3 separate regions of the Mus musculus genome follow, and all the other regions are linked to region 1. A link is a contact called in public Hi-C and HiChIP or PLAC-seq data. All regions are on one chromosome and are shown on one strand. Each heading gives the region's core, a stretch centred on a gene start, on an enhancer-like site or on the middle of the called end of the contact. The rest is flanking DNA. Distances are from core to core; before and after follow the strand shown.

The links. Hi-C and Micro-C count contacts between places; a contact is called where the count stands out from the background. HiChIP or PLAC-seq counts read pairs in DNA pulled down with a chosen protein or histone mark.
Region 2: a BATF HiChIP or PLAC-seq map of CD8 T cells shows a contact between it and region 1, with 6 read pairs. The contact joins two enhancer-like sites. A contact is called at or near these places in 1 of 15 datasets of contacts at CTCF or cohesin (pro-B cells), 26 of 484 Hi-C or Micro-C datasets (CD4 T cells, CD8 T cells, DN3 thymocytes and 13 more), 8 of 115 datasets of contacts at active chromatin or transcription factors (CD8 T cells, bone marrow-derived macrophages, effector CD8 T cells and 5 more) and 1 of 9 other capture datasets (embryonic stem cells).
Region 3: a Hi-C map of the C2C12 cell line shows a contact between it and region 1, with 1.6 times the contacts expected there. The contact joins two enhancer-like sites. A contact is called at or near these places in 2 of 15 datasets of contacts at CTCF or cohesin (the NIH/3T3 cell line and pro-B cells), 5 of 484 Hi-C or Micro-C datasets (3T3-L1-derived adipocytes, the C2C12 cell line, adipose-derived mesenchymal stem cells and 2 more), 3 of 115 datasets of contacts at active chromatin or transcription factors (bone marrow-derived macrophages, embryonic stem cells and memory CD8 T cells) and 1 of 9 other capture datasets (embryonic stem cells).

The regions. Positions count from the first base shown.
Region 1 is chr13:45,921,040-45,925,061 of GRCm38.p6, forward strand. All of the region lies in intron 2 of Atxn1 (ataxin 1), which reads right to left. Among named protein-coding and RNA genes, the nearest start is that of Atxn1, 42 kb to the right of the region's middle. Within about 2 kb of position 1,757, at least 82 of the 459 cell types and tissues checked have an H3K27ac peak or open chromatin away from gene starts, as enhancers often do. A contact at or near this core is called in the C2C12 cell line, CD8 T cells, DN3 thymocytes and 4 more, where this site is marked.
Region 2 is chr13:45,691,607-45,695,628 of GRCm38.p6, forward strand. The region is part of intron 6 of Atxn1 (ataxin 1); the gene reads right to left. Among named protein-coding and RNA genes, the nearest start is that of Gm34582, 170 kb to the left of the region's middle. Within about 2 kb of position 2,120, at least 84 of the 459 cell types and tissues checked have an H3K27ac peak or open chromatin away from gene starts, as enhancers often do. A contact at or near this core is called in CD8 T cells, DN3 thymocytes, effector CD8 T cells and 2 more, where this site is marked.
Region 3 is chr13:45,746,960-45,750,981 of GRCm38.p6, forward strand. The region is part of intron 4 of Atxn1 (ataxin 1); the gene reads right to left. Among named protein-coding and RNA genes, the nearest start is that of Atxn1, 220 kb to the right of the region's middle. Within about 2 kb of position 1,867, at least 67 of the 459 cell types and tissues checked have an H3K27ac peak or open chromatin away from gene starts, as enhancers often do. A contact at or near this core is called in the C2C12 cell line and embryonic fibroblasts, where this site is marked.

The DNA of each region.
Region 1 (4,022 bases), core at 507-3,006:
CATCAACCTAAGTCGTTCATAACAAGGTCATGCCCTGTCATTTTTAATTGTATGAAAAGGTGACTGACTGATGGCTTCCTTCCTGTAATTAGGTCTGCATCGGCATCTCTCCGAGTAGGTATTCTCAGGCAGCTCTGCGTCTTGGTTCTCAGTGAGTGGTTCTTACAGGCTGTCTGAGAGACAGAAAATCCTTTGAAAAATCTCACTGAACTGACTACTTTTGCCCTAGAACAATCATCCGGACATTGGAGGTACTGGGGATACAGTTTCCAAAGATCTTGGGACCTTGTGGAGACAGGAATCCCCAGAACGGTGGCGATCCAGACTATCTTAAAGAGTGAGCTCTGAGTTCAGTAGAAGACCCTGTGTCCTTAACATGTAAAGTGGAGAGAGAACAAGGAAAGCAGCCTATGTGAACTTCAGGCCTCCTGTACACACACACACACACACACAGACACACACACACACACATACACACACATAAATACACACACATACACACACACACACACACAAATATATAAACACACACACATAAACACACACACACATAAACACACACACATACACACACACATAAACACACACACATACACACACTCCTTATTTGTTGGTATATATATATATATATATATATATATAAATACTCCAGGAAACATTTATGCAAACTTCTTAGAAATAAGGGAGAATTCTACTATGGAATGCAAGCCATTGATTGTCCTGTTTTTCAAAGTCTTTCTACTACAGAGCCTGAGTTCCTGCAAGGTGTGTGTGTGTGTGTGTGTGTGTGTGTGTGTGTGTGTGTGTGTGTGTGTGTAGTGGGAGCAGGAATTATTTCCAGAGGCAATGACATATGGTATTATCATCTTGGCTCTTGCTTTAAGAATCTCCAGACATTTACACGCTATAAAAAATGATGGTTATCATCTTTTTTTCAAACAACCTTCCTTGGATAGTTAAAACGAGTTCAATTTCATACAGTCAGCATGCATGTAAGTTCATACTATAAATCAAGCCCAAGAAGTGAGCTGCAATTATTATTTAATCCTAAAGAAAAGAATGAAGAGACCGAACGCAAACACCATCTTTCATAGATAAAATAGAGTTGTGTTATTTATGACCCCTGCAGCTGAGTCTTTTACTTAGATGTCGAGCAAACTGCACTGCGTAGGCTAAATTTCCTTAAGCTTTTCTGGACAAATTCCCTGCATTCAACAGAAGAAGTTCCAATGTTTAGTCACAAAAGAATCTCTCCAAAGCATTAAGATAATTACACAATTTTAACTTCTAAGTGTATATATATATATTTAAATTAATAACAGTGTACGGCCTTCCTTAGAAGGAAATTTGAATTACAAAGAATCTCTGACTTTTCAAAATTCCTGAACCCAAAAGCCATTTTAAAAAAACCCATGAGCCAAGTAGCTTCACTAAATATTTATCACGGGATAACGTTTCTACCATCCGAAAGCTGCTGGCAACGGTTCAAACTCAAGTTCCTGACCTTTTTTTTAAAAAAAAAAAAAAAAAAAAAAAACTCTCATGTTTCTCCGCATCAAACCAAAGCATGTCGGTTCTAGTGCGGCTCATGAAAGAGCCTCTGAGGGCAGCTCAAAGGAACCTCAAGCACAATGACTTCATACTCAAAAGAGTCTTCTCATGGTAACAGCATTTAAGTCCGTGAGTCACAAGGCTCAGTCTGAGGTTTTGCTCCATCAGCTCCTCCAGGCAGGTGAGCTAAGGGCTCTACTGTCTTAAGTGCAGTGAGGCAGTTTGTCTAAATATGGACAGACTTCATGAGAAGCTGAAATGGGGGCGGTGACTATGCCCAATTCCTCAGTATAAACTGAAAGAAAAAAAATCATGAAGTCTCAGAGCCCCGCTGCCGTGTGTGTGTGTGTGTGTGTGTGTGTGTGTGTGTGTGAGAGAGAGAGAGAGAGAGAGAGAGAGAGAGAGAGAGAGAGAGAGAAATAGAAAGTGTGTGTGGTGTGTGTGCATGTGTGTATGAGAGTGTGTGTGTGGTGTGTGTGTAAGAGGGAGAGAGAGAGAGTATGTGGTGTATGTGTGTGGTGTGTGTGTATGTGAGTGTGTGTGTGGTGTGTCTGTAAGAGGGAGAGAGAGTGTGTGTGGTGTGAGTGTGTGAATGAGTGTATAGTCTGTGTGTGTGGTATGTGTGTTTGAGTGTGTATGAGTGAGTGTGTGGTATGTGTGTTTGAGTGTGCATGAGTGTGTGTGAGTGTATGTGTGTGTATGTGTACTGTGTGTTTGAGTGTGTATGGTGTGTGTGTGTGTATGTGAGTGTGTGTGTGGTGTGTGCGTAAGAGGGAGAAAGAGAGTATGTGGTGTGAGTGTGTGAGTGAGTGTATAGTATGTGTGTGTGGTATGTGTGTTTAAGTGTGTGAGTGTGTGTGAGTGTATGTGTGTATATGTGCACTGTGTGTTTGAGTGTGTATGAGTATCTGTGTGTGTGTGTGTGTGTGTGTGCACATGCATGCATGCTCAGGTGCACAGAGGAACCAGGGATCATTTTCTGTCCGTTACATTGCTCTGCACTCTTGTACTTATTTTTAAAAGGCAGGATCTCTCACTGACCCTCAAGTTCTGATTCAGATAGACTGACTAGCCCTGAACCCCTAGGAATTCTCCTGTCTCTGCTTCCTCGGAAGTGGAATTGTAGGTGCACACTGCCAAGTTTTGTTTTGTTTTGTTTTGTTTTGGTTTGGTTTGGTTTGGTTTGGTTTGGTTTTAAACAAGAAGTTGAAGGAGCCAAACTCGGGTCCTCATGCCTGTATGGCAGGCACTTTACTGACTGAGCCCCGTTTCCAGCCCTGTAGATGCCCTTAACCAGTGGAACCATTAGGACCATGGGCTTACTTCCAAGATTGCACAGTAGGAAGCAGTGACACCTTTTGTGACCGTGGTCTCTCATCATATCCATTCCCCAGAGACAGCACACTCGACTAGAACAAGCAACCCCTTGAACAGAGCAAAAAAACAGGGGGCTCTCTGTACACAACCTTCCGGCTTACAGATTTCCACAGGACACCCATCCAGACCCCGGCCATATGCAGACATCAGAGCCAACCATTCAGACACCAGCCTTACGTAGACTCCAGGGTTTGAAGGGACAGCAATCAGTCACAGAGCTGTGGGGATCCCACCAAGGCCTCTCCTTGTTGTTAGTCCCTGTGTCCCCAGAGAAACATCAAAATAGCCAAAAGTCCACACTAACATGAGATTCTCAAAGAAACAAGACACCTTATTTTAATGTCATACTTGCTACTTACATTATGGTCCACTTGAAGACAGTTGGATCAGATAAACAGCCAAGAAAGCAAGAGTCTATCGATGTAGTTTTATAACGAGATCACTTGAAACATGGCTATGAGAAAAAAACGTGATTCTCCTTTCTCTCCCCATCCCATTCTCTCTCTGTCCGTTGATTGGTTTACTTTACTTGGATCTATTGGTCTCAGACTCCTCCACAGCCTTCCCAAGTCTGTGAGCTGTTGACTGGGGCTTCCCCAACTGTTGTTTATTATTCTAGTTACTACACGAGGAGTGTGATTGTTAATGTGTTACTGTGAGCTTCTAAAGGAGTCAAAACAGCCAAAGAAAAGCTTGAACTATACACAGAAAAAAAAAAAAAAAAGGCTAGAAAAATGCCTCAACAACATGGGAAATGACTCACCGCTAAAGAGATGGAGGCTCAGGAAACCGCTTTCCCGTTCAAGTCGGGGCAAATATGTACAGATGAAAGCAGCCCCAAAGCAGCTCAATCTAGTTTGCATCAGAAGCCAGATTTCGACAGTCACCTTGTTTGAAATAGTCTCAGAAATGGTTTTCAAGTTTTTCTCCCTTTCTGGGGTTGCTGAGATCAGTCGTGACTTGCACTTGTAAGCACTTAGCTAGAACCTACTGCCTCCTTCTCTCCTACAACAGCATCTATACCCAGGTATGAGAAGGCATCTTCCCCACAAGGCTGACTCTTATTTGTTCCATTCCTCCCTGCTGAGTTTAAC
Region 2 (4,022 bases), core at 870-3,369, 230 kb before region 1:
CGTGCTGTGGGTCTGTTGGCCAATTCTGCCAGCATCACCAGCAAATACATTCAACTGCCAGGCACTCAAGAACAGAAGGGAGACAGTCTCAGGAACTTGTGTATATATGCTCGAGAAAGAAGTAGAATTTACAGGAAAACGTTGGTTAAGGGCCTAACGGGTATGCTCCAAAGATTTTGCCTCAGTTACCAAGGCAAATTCTCAAAAGCTGAACATGTTGGCACTTGCCCGGACTTCCGGAACTTGGCATGGAGATATGGGAGAATTAGGAGTTCAAGATCACCGTTAGCTGTATAACAGCTTGAGGCCAACCTGAGCTATGGGAGACCCAGTATCAACAGACAAGCAAACAACAACAGCAACAGCAACAACAGTAACAAAACCTCAAACGACTGTGAACGAAGATCATTACTTGTACGGCATCCTGTTTCTATTTCAATTTTGGCGAGGTCAATTGTTTCAGGAACATAAGCACAAGTAGATAAAAAAGACCTTGCAAAGAAAGACCAACTTGCTTCAAAATAGGCTTCAAAGAATGCAGTTTGCTGCCTCATCTAAAGGGGTTCTGTGCTTCTGCAAACCGCTCTCAGCGAATCATGTAATATATTCACCCAGATGAAAGAAGATAAATCAGATCTTTCTATCTAAGAGTCTTCTTAGCAATAATCTACTATACAGCAAAGCATTAGATCCCTGGTCCCACAAACTTCTAGTGACAAAAGTCTGGCTCTGAGATCTCAGGTAGCCTGACTCAAAAGCAGCTAATACAAGTTTTATCTTTCAGTGTTTCACACTTCTTGGGGCACACACAAGTATGGATTGACCTTATTCCCTTGCTAGGAAGTTTAAGGCAGAGGCTCCCAGAAATACGGCTCTGAGTAATTCTGCCCAGCACCCCTCTTGGCACACCTGAGTGCCTTGGCATCTCCAACTCCAGTGGAGCGCTTCTGAGATAAGCTCCCGAGCACAGTGAACAGAGATGGCTCAGTCCTGCACGCTGGACTGAGAACTTCTCCTGATTCATAACCTTCTTTTAACAAATAGTATTCTAAAGGTCAGTTAGAAATCGTCACGGTCGGTTAGGCGGCTCCACCCCTTCCTATCCCCACTCCCCCCTGCCCCCAACACAGATATGGCAGGAGTTCACAGACTCTTCTTTGCACAGCTCTTTCCTTCTGTGAGACTGCTGGGGGGTGGAGGGAGCTGAGGAGAGCGTCTGTGCCTGCAATGGCTGGACCTGGCCAAGCAACTCAGAGAGCAACAGTTAAGACTCCTCTCAGAGAGAATGGCCTATACTCGGGTCTCCAAGAGGTTCCTTCTCCGGGTAACATACAAGGGAAGCGGCCCGAAATGAATGAAGCTACCATAAGTGAGATTTGAAGGAGGTGAGGGGAGAGATTCAAATGAGCAAGACAGGAAATCCTTGTAGAATCCTGCATGGAAAAGGACAGAGCCTCCTCACCTGTGGTCCACAGGCCAACCTGCAATTTCAAACAAGGACTAAACATGTGGAGGGAACCCCCTGTACACACACACACACACACACACACACACACACACACACAGATGATAATAAAATGTCCTCTCTCAGACCCTCTTACCTATTTCAGAATGTTTGTATGATCTAGAAATTGGTATCGCAGATGCAAACCTAAAAACTCCGACCTGACAGACACATCAGGAAACCACTTGAGTGTTCTTAGAAGAATGTGCACGTGCGGTTTTCTTACTCCTAGACCAGAATTCACACCCCTTGTCTCTGTGCTGTTTGAACAGGCAGAGTGCTGTTTGGTTTTGCCTGCTTCTTCCTAGGTGCACTCTAAATGGTATTCTAAGCAGTTATTCTGATAAAGGGCTGGAAAAACACCCAAGCTTTAGGACACCTTCATTCCTGTCATCCTCAGAAGCAGGGAAGTATGATGTGGCCTTCCAAAACTGGCTTCTGGTAGCTTTCTCTCCTCCCAAACACCACAGAGCAGAAGCTGGGCCTCATCTGAAGTAACCCATCAATTCTTTCCTCTAAGTGGTATGCCTGAGGGGGAACGCTCCCCGTGACCTTGTGCTTAGCTAACTTCCCGTGTCATGCAGCACTTCCGGCCCAGCTCCGTGCCAGGAATAAAAGGGAACGCAGATGTCAATGAAATGACGGGGCTATACGAGATAAAAAGATCGCCATCTGTAGACAGTCATGTGTAGGCTGCTCATAGACAAGAAACCACAAACCACTCAGTTGGAAAAGAGGAGGAACGGCGTGGGGTGGAATTTTGCTTTTTAAGTACCCCAAAATCCCCCAGGCTCACTAATAGTTACACTATAATATGATGGCCTTAAATGCTTTCCCTACCCACAGCAATATCACACATATCACAGACATTTAGCATCTACTCCTACACTGCAGTGAGATCAGTGGATAAGACTGTGACTCTCCAACACTTACACAAAAAGTCAAACATGGCCATGAGACACATGTGACCTTAAAACGGTGGCAGGGCACGGAGACAGGAGGACCGCTTGGGCTTGCTAAGCTGTCAGCACCCACATTGTCTAGCTTCTATTAGCCTGTAATTCCTGCTGCGGGGAACCTGATACCCCCTTCTGGCCGCTGAGAGTACTCTCACTCATGTATGCACACATATGTACAATTAAAAATAAGGACATCTTAAAGGTTGTTAGATTTACTCACGTTTGCGTGTCGACAAATATATCTGGGCATACACACACCATGTCAACGTATAGGGAGATCAGAGGACAATTTGAAGGAGTTGGGTCTCTCCTTCGATCACGTGGGGGCTGAGGGCCTGAATATATATCGTTAGAATTGTTGTGAGCCCCTTTAGCTGCTAAGCCAGTGGCTCTCAACTTTACTAAGGTGGTTCCTCAGGTTGTGGTGACCTCCAGTCATAACATTATTTTCACTGATACTTCACAACTGTAATTTTGCTACTGTCATGAATCATAATGTAAATATCTGTGCTTTCTGATGGTCTTAGGCGACTCCCGTGAAAGGGTTGGTTGACCCCCCCCCAAGGGGGCCAGGACCCACAGGTTGAGAAGTGCTGTGCTAAGCCATCTTTACATCAGAAGGCTACACTCAGCGCATTAAGCCAAAAGCACCGGAAACCTAGGTTGTAGCAAACCATTGGTTTTTAAAGGAGTTAATGAGGAAAAAGGAGGAGCTGATCTGCTCCACGGCAGAGCAATGTCTCCGTGACACTCGACACAAAAGCTACAACTGCAGAGGTCATTCACTTCCATTTCTCTTGTTGTCCATCTTGAAATGTGTCACCGTGTGTGTGTGTGTGTGTGTGTGTGTGTGTGTGTGTGTGTGTGCTGAGACCCAGGTCACATGGCCACTTGCCACATCGACTACAAAATTCAGGTCTCCTGACTCCTCCTCCTTCAGCTTTCAGTGCCTTCCCCTTCCTGTGCAAGGCTTGAAGCCTCTCAGCTCTCTGAGAGCCAGGTGGAGACACACACACCTCTGTGGGTAAAGGCCAACTGTTAGGAAGAGTGTGACAGAAGGGAGCGGCTGCTAATGAGACAGGCCTGAGTAATCAGGCTGAGGCGTTGTCGGCAGGAGCTGATGAGGCTGGACCGCTTGGCCGAAGATGCTGTGATCACTGCTCACACCTGACAACACCCACACTCATACCCGTCTGCGTGCAAATACACATTCCTTGGCGATCCCTGTTTGTCACACCCTTCTGAGGCACCGGCCTCAAGGCTCTCAGGGCATGAGGACCAAGCTGAAAATAGAAACGGAGGGTTAGAAGGGTGGGGCAAGGTTCAAGCAATTCAAGCAGTGAAAAGAAAGTCCTCGAAGCATGCCTGAGGAGGTCACTGGAGTTTCACATTTTCTTCTTCTCTGCTCACTCTGTTTACAGAGAGATTCTTCAAGTGCCTTAGAGTTGACCGTGTGGTATCTCCAATTTTACTCTTCAGGACCTTAGAGAACTTTTATATCTGAGGTCTGATATAAGCCCTTAATTGCAACAGTGTAAAAGGCAAACCCACCATAACAG
Region 3 (4,022 bases), core at 617-3,116, 170 kb before region 1:
ACACACACACACAAGTGTGTGTGCATATATATATATATATATATATATATATATATATATATATACACACATATATGTGTATGTATATATATATGAACTTGTACATACATAGCACATGAATACATACATACATGCATTCACATACATACAAACATATATACACACATGAACACAATACACACATGTACACACATACAGAGTTACACAAATATACACATGCAAACACATATATACACATATTTACACACATAGACATACACATATATACACATGTACATACACAAATATGCATATATATACATACACTAATGTATATACATACATATGCACGTACACACACAGACACACATTCACACACATGTATACTTCCTGCAAAGAAATATGCCAACAATGCCAAGCCACACACCTTGCTGCTTCTGAAGTGTAAACCTAGCGTGGTTCACCAGGAGCTGCACACACTCTTCACAGCAATGGAGCATTTACTTAACACAGAGGGTTTGGAACTGAAAAGATGGCGAGTTAGAAATATGGGGCAAGCGGTGTGCACAGAGTGGAGCTATGGCTTCGGTTCTGCTCATCTCTTTCCTGTCCCGAGGCCACCACATCATTCCAGGCCAGGGGTTGGGCGGGGGAGAGGTAAGCAGGGAGGCCACTGTGGCTTGGTGCCTATTTCCTGAGGAACAGTCGTTTATGGTGCCCTTTGCCACATCTGGAAAGACAGCAACACTGGAACCTGACTAAGCTCGGACGCAGAAGCACTGTTTCTGTTCTCTTCGTTTGGGATGGGACAAGGCAACCCACCATACACCTGCTCACAGGAAAGCACAAAAGTCTGACATCACACCCTAAACCAAGGTCCTGTGAGCGTCACAGGACAGTACGCCAGGAGGGAAAAAATGATTGCTTACCTATGTGCTAATCTTCTAAATGGCCCTTGAATCACAGCCCTGTGATTGAAGGCCTAGGCATTGATGGTTAGTGTACTGGGCATCATGATTTCAGCTACTAGTTTTTAAGATTCTTACATTTGGAGTATTTGCTTGCCTGCAGTGTCCGAGGAGGTCATAAGGGGGCATTATATCTCCTGGAACTGGATTCACAGAAGGTTATGGGCTACCACATGGGTCATGGAAACTGAACCCAGGTCCTCTGTAAGAACAAGTACTCTTATCTGCGGAGCAATTTCTCCAGTCCCTATTTTATCTTAAACCTTGTCTTTTACATTATTTGCTTGCTTGCTTGTTTGTTTGTTTGTTTGTTTGTTTTGGTGGGGGCAGGCATGCTTCAACAGGCATGTGGAGGTCAGAGGACAATTCGTAGGGGGTGGTTTCTCTCCTTTCCTTGTGTATGTTCTACATTTTAAACTCAATTCATCAGGTTTGGTGCCAAGAGACTTCACCAGTTGAGCCATCTCTCTGACCCTCAACTATTTTCTCAAAACCCCCAAAGTCTGGCACAGTGAGGGCTCTCTAGAGTGTCTGCCTTCTCAAGCATTGCTAGCTAATGCTTTTAGAGCTTTGTCCTTGAGTTTAAGCTCGTTGCTGACCTCTGGGCTTGGGGCTAAACACCACTAACTCCTCAGAAGGTCACTAGAGACCCCGTGTGCTAGTCAGATCTGTGCTTAAAGCATCAAGAAGCTTTGGAATCAGAGAACTTGATTGTGGCATGTGAAATTGCACAGAAATTCTATTTTTCTGGGCGTGGCGGCTCACGCCTGTAATTTCTGGCACAGAGAAGGCTGTGGGGGCAGGGGTGGGGGTGGGGAGGATAGGAAGCTCAAAGCCAGACTGAGTTAAGAGCGAGACACTGTTATGGTTTGAGTGTGACACACCTCTCATGAGCTCATGGGTTGAAACACTGGTTTGAAGTGGGCGATGCTGCTTTGGAATGCTGTGGAGCTTTTTGGAGACTGATTCTCAATGATGGAAGTGGGCCACTGGGGGCAGGCCTTGTGATTCGTTGCCCAGTCCTACTTCTGGTCTGCTTCCTGCTTCTTGGTTGCAGACACAACTCGACCAACTGCTTCTATTACCATGCCCTTTCTGCATGATGATCTATATCCTTCCCTAACTCCTCCTACTGTAGGCTGCCTTTGTCAGCTGTTTTTATCACAGCAGCTAGAAAACTAACTAGTAAGGACCTTGTCCAGGCAGGGGCCAGGTGAGAGACAGGAACACCATATGAACAATTTCTTTTTTTCATTATCAAGTCTAGCACACAAAAAATGACTAGAGGCACAGAGGGCATTAGGGGCTTTAAGTCTTAGTACACCAGGCTGAGAGGGTCACAGAACAGCTTTGAGCCTTGCTTCCAAACCAAGAGAAACCAGAAGTCGTCGGCTTACTCCAACCTTTGGCCTTCTCTACCCTGTCTATCCCACACTCCTTCGTTCCTTGTCTTTCCTTGCCAGCAGGGATCAAGTGTGTTAGGAAGGCGGTGCCTTTGAGCCCTGAGGAATCTGACAATGGCCTTCCTCACACTGTTCCCACAGTAATCAGAGCCAGCTGTCCAGGCTGTGTCCAAGTTGTGTCTCAGGATCACACACAACAGGACCTCTGCTTGGGAACTTCAGCTCCAGACTGCCCCTCTCCCCCCGCTCCCCGGAACTTTTTCTTCAAGTCAGCACACTCCTGGCAACCCACGAGTGAGTCCGTGATCCTGGGGGCTTCATGTCTAGAGTATAGCCATAATCATTTGACAATTCCCCACTAACAATGGCTGGAAGATCTAGAGACTTTAAGATCTTTGAACCTATACACACAGCTCTCTGTAGTGCCATGGGGTCCCCATCATATGTAGACATGGGGTTTCCTCAAGCATTTTGTCACCTTCTATTACCATGGAAAAGCTAATGGGGCTTGGGTGAGGGTGACCATCTCAGAGGAGAGAGCAGAAAACTTGTAAGACACAGCCCTGTGCAGTCAGGATAATGAAGGGCTCCCTTTCGCCAGCAGCTGAACTATGCGGTCCTAATAAGGGAGGCTCCTTGAAAAGTGTTGCTTGTATTTTTAGCTTTTCTAAGGGAGGAAGGAGTTTTTGAATGGACAAAATGGAAAGGAATGTGGGGCAAGGGTGTGGGAGTGGGGTGGGGGGTGCTATGGAAACGGGGTGGTAAGATCAGGAAAAACTCAGCCTTAGTCAGGGACAGATAGGCAGCTTCCTCCTTTCTTGACAGATGAGCACAGCTGGACTTCCTGACTTGTGTGACATGATGCTGAGGTCTTCTGGTCCAGACACCAAGTGAAAAAGGAATTGGGGAAGGGAAATGCTTTATCTGAGAACAGGGCCAGTGTACACCACCTATGTGTAGCAATTGAACTTCCCCATTTTTGAGACAGGGTTTGACTGGGTAGCCCAGGTTAGTCTTGACTTCATTATGTAGCCCAAGAGGGCCTCAGACCCTAGCCTCAGCCTCTTGAGTGCTAGGATTACTTGAGTGAGCTACCACACCCAGTCTATTCCGGAGACAGCAAAGGAGGCCAGCCATAGAAAGAGCTTGACAACTGAGATTCATTTGATTGTGGCTCTAACTCTCCTATTCTCAAAGAAACACCCTGTCTAGACTAACAGACATCAGAAATCAATAACAGATGAATGGATTCCTCCTAAGCGACCTTATTATGTTCCTAGCGAAGTGAAGATGCCAGTCTAAGAAAAAAAAAGAAAAAGAAAAAAAAAAGATCCTAATGAGCTGAAGAATCCAATGTGTGTATTCCGCAACTCATGGGGACACATAATTGCTGGAACTCGGAGTTCAGATGCCATCAAGTCTGTAAGTACTTTTCTAAGACACAGCCCTATTTGCCTGCTAGCAAAATCGCAAGCTATGCAAGTAAACAGCCTTGTGGTGTGGTTAACACAGGCCCAGCATTGATGAGGGAACACAACAGATAGTTTCCCAACTCGGAAATAGGACTAAAGGACTGTGCTACCCGAGAAGAGTTGCTGTGTTTTGTTTAATGGAACTAAATTTATGCCCATTTACATTGGGAGCAGGTGGCACAGGGTAGCATAGAAAGGCC